Regions from separate parts of the Mus musculus genome. Here region 1 is linked to region 2. A link is a contact called in public Hi-C data. All regions are on one chromosome and are shown on one strand. Each heading gives the region's core, a stretch centred on a gene start, on an enhancer-like site or on the middle of the called end of the contact. The rest is flanking DNA. Distances are from core to core; before and after follow the strand shown. Region 1 holds the start of Fam13a (family with sequence similarity 13, member A). Region 2 holds the start of Abcg2 (ATP binding cassette subfamily G member 2 (Junior blood group)).

The links. Hi-C and Micro-C count contacts between places; a contact is called where the count stands out from the background.
Region 1: a contact with region 2 is called in a Hi-C map of uterus, with 4 times the contacts expected there. The contact joins the promoter of Fam13a here to the promoter of Abcg2 in region 2. A contact is called at or near these places in 3 of 39 promoter capture datasets (cranial neural crest, liver and second pharyngeal arch cranial neural crest), 2 of 484 Hi-C or Micro-C datasets (myocytes and uterus) and 1 of 115 datasets of contacts at active chromatin or transcription factors (astrocytes).

Annotation. Positions count from the first base shown.
Region 1 is chr6:59,023,075-59,026,133 of GRCm38.p6, reverse strand. Fam13a (family with sequence similarity 13, member A) reads left to right here and starts at 1,632. Exons shown (of 18, transcript NM_153574.2): 1 at 1,632-1,822. The coding sequence starts at 1,794. It overlaps Gm52905 (a long non-coding RNA gene), which reads right to left. Exons shown (of 2, transcript XR_003956447.1): 2 at 1,224-3,059.
Region 2 is chr6:58,638,976-58,642,201 of GRCm38.p6, reverse strand. It overlaps Abcg2 (ATP binding cassette subfamily G member 2 (Junior blood group)), which reads right to left and starts at 1,656. Exons shown (of 16, transcript NM_001381927.1): 1 at 1,575-1,656.

The sequences.
Region 1 (3,059 bases), core at 383-2,882, 380 kb before region 2:
GTCTCTGCCTTTTATTTGCAGAAGGTATTCCTTCATGCCAAGGTTATTTTAATAAACTATCAAAACTCTTACTAAAATGTAAATGTTTTCTATAAGCACAGGTAATTTTAATTTGCAATATGTCTTAGTTAGGGTTTCTATTACTGCAATGAAAACATCATGACCAGAAAGCAAATGTGTGTGTGTGTGTGTGTGTGTGTGTGTGTGTGTGCGCGCGCACGCTCATGCGCGCCCTCACACACTATTTGGCTCACACTTGCACATTAAATTCATGATTTAAAAAAGCCAGGACAGGAACTCCAAGAGGGCAGGAACCTAGAAGCAGGAGCTGATGCAGAACCTGTGGACCAATGCTGCTTACTGGCCTGCTCATCGTGACATGCTTACCTCGATTTGTTATAGAACACAGGACCACCAGCCCAGGGTGGCACCATCCACAATGGCCCTCCCCGTCCAGTTACTAATTAAGAAAAAGGTCTTAAAAGCTATTCTCAATTGAGATTCTTTCCTTCTATGTAACTCTAGCTTGTATCAGGTTAATGCGAAAGTAGGCTGTGTTAGAACTTATTAAATTTGCATAATATGAAATAAATTGTACAAGATGTGTTTCTTGCATTGTATGAAGCCTGTGAACTACAATTACTTCCCTAGAAATAGTGAGTGGCCCTGAAGAAATTACAGGGGCTGGAGAACTGGCTGCTCTTCTGGAGGACCCAGGTTTGGTTCCCAGCATGGCCACTTAGCCATCTGTAACTCTAGTTCCAGAGGATTCAATGCCCTCTTCTGGCCCCCTTAGGCAACAGTCACACATGCCATGCAGATGCAGGCAAACACACACACACACACACACACACACACACACACATATGTGAGATACAAAATAATAAAAGATCATTTACAAGCACTTAGAAAATCTTATTGGAAAAATTGGTTTTGTAAAATATAAGAATATATAATAAGAAACAAATCTCTTCCAAGTGCAGTTGACATTTTGGGTAGAATGTAAAAACAACAAACAGAAGGGCCACACCAGTAGATGTTTTGATCTCCTGAAGACCTGAATCCAGTTAGGGCACCTTGTCCTCTTCCCCTTGAGTGATGTCACCAGGAACTGCTCACAACCTAGTGTAAATAAGTATCTGGGGAAGAAACTGTGGGTAGGGCAAGGGTTCAGGTATTTCGTCAGGAAAAGCCTAGAACAATCTGGAAAAGCTTTCTCTGGCTACTGTTTGGGTAGTTTTTATTTGTTTATTTATTTTAGAAAAAAACAAGGTGCAGTCCAACTTGGGCCTCAAAGAAACGGGACCTTAAGGGACGCTGTCTGTCCTTGACACTGCATTTCCTTGCTGGCTTTTCTTGCACTTTGAGCCATGCAGGATTGGGCTCCTCTGCAGTTATTGGTTGCTCTTCACAGACTGACAGACTTGTCTGGAACCTCTCAGAGGAAAGTTTCAGGTTGCTGGGGCTTGCCAAGCCCACTAAGCAGCGAGCAGAGCAAAGTGGGGTGGGGACAGAAGGAGGAGCGGGAGAAGCGGGAGGAGGATCAGGAGGAGGAGCAGCCTTTCACACTCCACTGCTCCGCCTCTGATTGGCTCTGGGTTTCAGCTGCTTCGCTGGAACAAAAGGTCAAAGTGGACTGCAGTGTAAATGTGGAGGCAGCCGATAAATATCCTTGCCTGCAGCTGGAGGTGGAGAGGCAGTGTCAGCTGCAGCAGGTTGTGTGTTCCGCGGGTCCTGCACACAGGGCTTGACTGGAAGGCACTCGGGGATCCCGTGCAGATTCGCACACGAGGATGGCTTGTGAAATCATGCCGCTGCGAAGGTAGTGTTCTCTGCTTCTTATGCTGTTTGGTATTTTCTGGGCAGCGTACTTGGCCAGTGCTCTCGGCATCATTAGTAACAGGCTGCAAACCTTGCAGTCTGTTCTGCACAGTGCTCTTTCCTCAGACCAGATAGAAACATTTAAATAGCGCACTTCTCTTTCACTGACACTTTTGTGTAGTTGCTCATGATTATTGGGTTCAGCTATACCTTCTTTTAAGGGAAGTGTATTTAAGACAATACCTCTGCAAACCGAAGCAAAGCAAACTGAATGGGCTTCCTGGGTCTCCAGGCTGTTAGAGCTCATAGATGGATCTGATTCTCTGCTCTCTAGGCAAGGACTTTCTTCAAGTATATTGTAGTTATCGGAATAAAGGTTGAGAACAATGTTTTTCCTTGAATAATTCTAGGTAGATTGGTTACCCAAATGACGCTTGGAAAAAAATAACAAAACAAAAACAAAAACCAAAAAGGAAAAAAAAAATGCTGTGTAAGAGTGATAGAGCACAGGGTTCTGGCTTTGCTTTTGAGGACTGTGATGGGGGCAGGGGGTGGGGTGTCTCTCTGAGTCCTATAGAAATAAATAAAGGTAACTAACTGTACATAGCCCTGGCTGTTAGGAAGCACACTGCTGGTGAAGTAGACCCGAGTGCTGAGTGCTGTGTGTTAAAGCCACTACAGAAATCACTGAGTCCTGTCCCCACAGAAAGTCTGAGCCGCCCAAGGTCACAGTTCATAGTTTAAAAACTGACTTGTGCTAATCATATGGTTACATCTGAATTGCAATTACTTAGTGATAGTGACATTTGACTTCATATATATGTTTCATTTACAGTTTTCTATGGAAAATGGTATTGTCAAAAATCAGACAGTAATGGCAATTTATTGAAAATACTTAGATGAAATGAATTTACTGAAAAGAAACAATCCCATGTATATTTTGTTTGTGCTTTAGCAACAGAAATATGATTTTAAAAGTGTATCATTTTTGGTAAAGAGATTCCTTCAGGCTGGCTGTGGTGAGAGCCAGTGTGGTTGTTTTTCTTTTGCTGTCCTGACATGTCCACTGTAATAGGAACTTGATGTGGTGTTCAGAGTACCTTATCAGAGAATTGATACTTAATGTAGAAGAAAGTGCTGTGTAGAGTAATCTATAATTCTACATTGATTTGGTGGAAAAGTCCCCATGCTTGAAATTTCTAAGAGAACAAAACTAATGTACACTTTTTGGAGTTTTA
Region 2 (3,226 bases), core at 407-2,906:
GGATGAAGGGAAAGAATTGGAGGAGAAAGAGGAAGACAAAAACAAAAGAAGAGACAGATACACCCTGTGATCACTGATACAAGTTCATAGTCCTTTTCTTCTTAGACTGTCTACCTGGTAGCTGGAGTGTGAGCATGAGAGTGGCTATAATACACCCTTGCACACTAAAGTCCACTCCCTGTAATTATTCCAGGGCTATGAAGAGTTTAAGTCAAACTGATGGAATGATTCATGTAAAGTGAAATGTTTACTTCTTCTTTTAAAACAACAGTTGTCCCTTACTTCCTATGCCTTCTTTTCTCCATTATAATCATGATGAGCTATGAGCCAGGCCAGTTTCCTGAATAAAGACAGTTAGGGTCATAGGCCCTCTGGGAGTCTCACTCTTTCTTTGAAGGATGACTACCTGGAATGCCATCAGAGGGAAGTCACAAAACGTACTCTTTATCCTGCAGGATAACTTGAAGGATTTAGGACATGTTACTTTAATTTCTAGCCATTTCCCCCAGGCTCAATACAAATCAGACATCAACCCAGCTTCCACAGTGTCTCTGATCTCACCAAGACTGCATTCACCCTTCCTGAGAAAATGCACATACCACTGAGATTAATCATCACTGGGGCAGGAGAAATAATCTTGGTCAACCCCTATCCACTCATATCTATTTTAAATAACTGTTATACTACCACCTTTGAATGAATCCCTAAACACTTCAGTTTTCTTTATAAGTAAATGAATTATGAGCTCAAACTCCCTCAGGGACTTCCCAGCGAATGGGAAACGGCTGTAAGGCAAAGGAAAAAAGTAACGATAAAAGTTAAGACTCGACTCTCCACAGAAACCTTTTCAGTATTATTTTGGTAACTACTGTAATAAGCAGGTCAAATTTTAAAGTTAATTATTAAAACTCAATAGCTTGGTATGACAGTGCCCTGGAATAGTCCCAGTGCTGGAATGGCTGAGACATCAGAATTGTTTGAGCTCGAGGTCTTAGGCAGTCTGGGAGTCATAGAAAGACTCCTTCAGTCGAAAATTAATAAATAAACGAATAGATAAATAAATAAATGAAAGTAGAAAAACGGAAAAGAGTAATCAGAATGCATTTCATCCACGCGTGCAACTGACAAAGAACAAAATGTAAGGTCAAAGGCAAAACATAACGATAAAAATAAGATTCAACTCTCCACAGAAAGGTTAGAAAGGGAACCCAGAAAGTAACAATACACCTAAAATTGAGAAACTTTAGGCCCGGGGTTGGGGTAGGTGCTCTTCAGTCCCCTTGAAAACTTCTCCACTGTGGGGCTGACTGTCGTTCAGGCAGTTTAATCTATCCATTCAAGAAGTCTTATCCTTTCCAAACAGTTGGAGCAAACAGGTTTGGACTTTATCCTCCTGCTATCACCGCACCGCACAAGCTTCTGGAGAAATGACTGAACTGTCAGTCCTTGTTTCCTCCTCACTTTCACAACCCACACCACGCGGTCCCCCTCGCCCCCACGCCGAGCCCCACAGGGCCGCCACTCGCCCCCGCGGCGCCTAGCACACTCCCGGAGCTTCCCCGCACTCCGCTCACCTCGCGGTCCCTGGCGGAGCAGCAGCCGCGCCAGAACTCGCACACACTCAGACCTGCACACGCTCGCCCGCCAGGAGCGTCTGCCCGCCCCGCACAGGCGCCCGACCGCCGTGACGTCAGCTCGCGCCGCCCCGCAGCTCGCCGGCAGGAGAAGCCGGTCCCAGGAGCAGCTGGACACATGTGGGCGGGGGGCTTCCTGTGCTGCACAGGCTCCTGGACGGAGGGCGGAGAGCGGAGAGCAGAGAGCCCCGGGTCATGGCGGAGGCAAGGCGCTGACCTGCGATAAGAAGCCTCGGAAAGAAAATATACTCAGAGTACCTTCACCCTGTGAACCTGGAGGACCCACAAGATACCCAAGATGCAATTTAGGCAAATTACTATTATAACTGTGGCAGGCTGGGCTTTGTGTGGACTCTCCCGGGATTTACGGAGATGGGGTGGATGGCCTTTTGATGAGAGGAAGAGAGCTGCTCCTAAAATGATCTGATTCCCTACTTGTTTGGGAACTTTACCAGGCAGCTGCCCAAAATGGAAGGGTCCTATGCTAGAAGTTGGGGACTTCACTTAGGTGGCTGTACAGAATGCCATAGGGAAAAAAGACACTGGAAGACACCAAATTCATCTCATGAGGGTAAAACCTCCTAAATCCAGGTAATCCCGAGAAACACAGCTATGGCTACAGTCTTAGGGTTTCTATTGCTTTGATGAAACACCATGACCAAAAGCAACTTGGGGAGAAAAGGGTTTGTTCTGCTTACACTTACACACCATGGTCAATCATCACATCTCTCCACCTCCCCCTTCAATTATTTTAAATTTTTAATCGAGAAAAATAAATGCATGATCAACTTCTACTCGGGTCATGTTACAAGAAAAAAGTACTGATCATGAGTTTCTCTCCTTAGGAAATCAACAGCTACAATGACTGGCTACATTTTTTTGTCACTGGGATAAAGGTCCCTTTTTCATGTCTTGGTCTTGTTAATAAAAGATTCAATGATTGACACCATGGTCAATCATTGAAAGCAGTGAAGGCAAGAGCTCAAACAGGGCAAGAATCTGGAGGCAGGATCTGACGCAGAGGCCATGGTGGAGTGCTGCTTACTGGCTGTATCATGGCTTGCAAAGTTTATTAGTTTGTTTTATAGAACCTAGGACCACCAGCCCAGGAAAGTCTCCCACCTGCAATGGGCTGGGCCCACCCCATTCATCACTAATGAAGAAAATGCCTTAAGGGCTTGCCTATAGCCAGATATTAAGGACACCTTTTTTCCAATTGAAAGCCCCTCTTCTCAGATGACTCTAGCTTGTGGCAAGTTTAATAACAAGATAGTCCAGGCACTTGACCCTTTGTGAGCCAGACACATCAACACAACACTATTTAACAATAACTTTTCTTTTTTTAACATTCCCAAGATCTTAATAAACATGACAATATAAAACATAAAAGTCAAGTAGTCTTTACAAATCAAGCAATTTAAAAGTTCATTCATTCTCTTGGTTTTTTTTTTCGTTGTTGTTTTTTTTTTTTAATCTAAAGTTTCTTCAAGTGTGTGTGCTCCTATAAAATCAAAACAAGTTCAACCCTTTCTTATTCCAAGAAGAAAATATCAGGCACAGTCACAGTCAGATCAGAGCAAAATCAAAGTCCA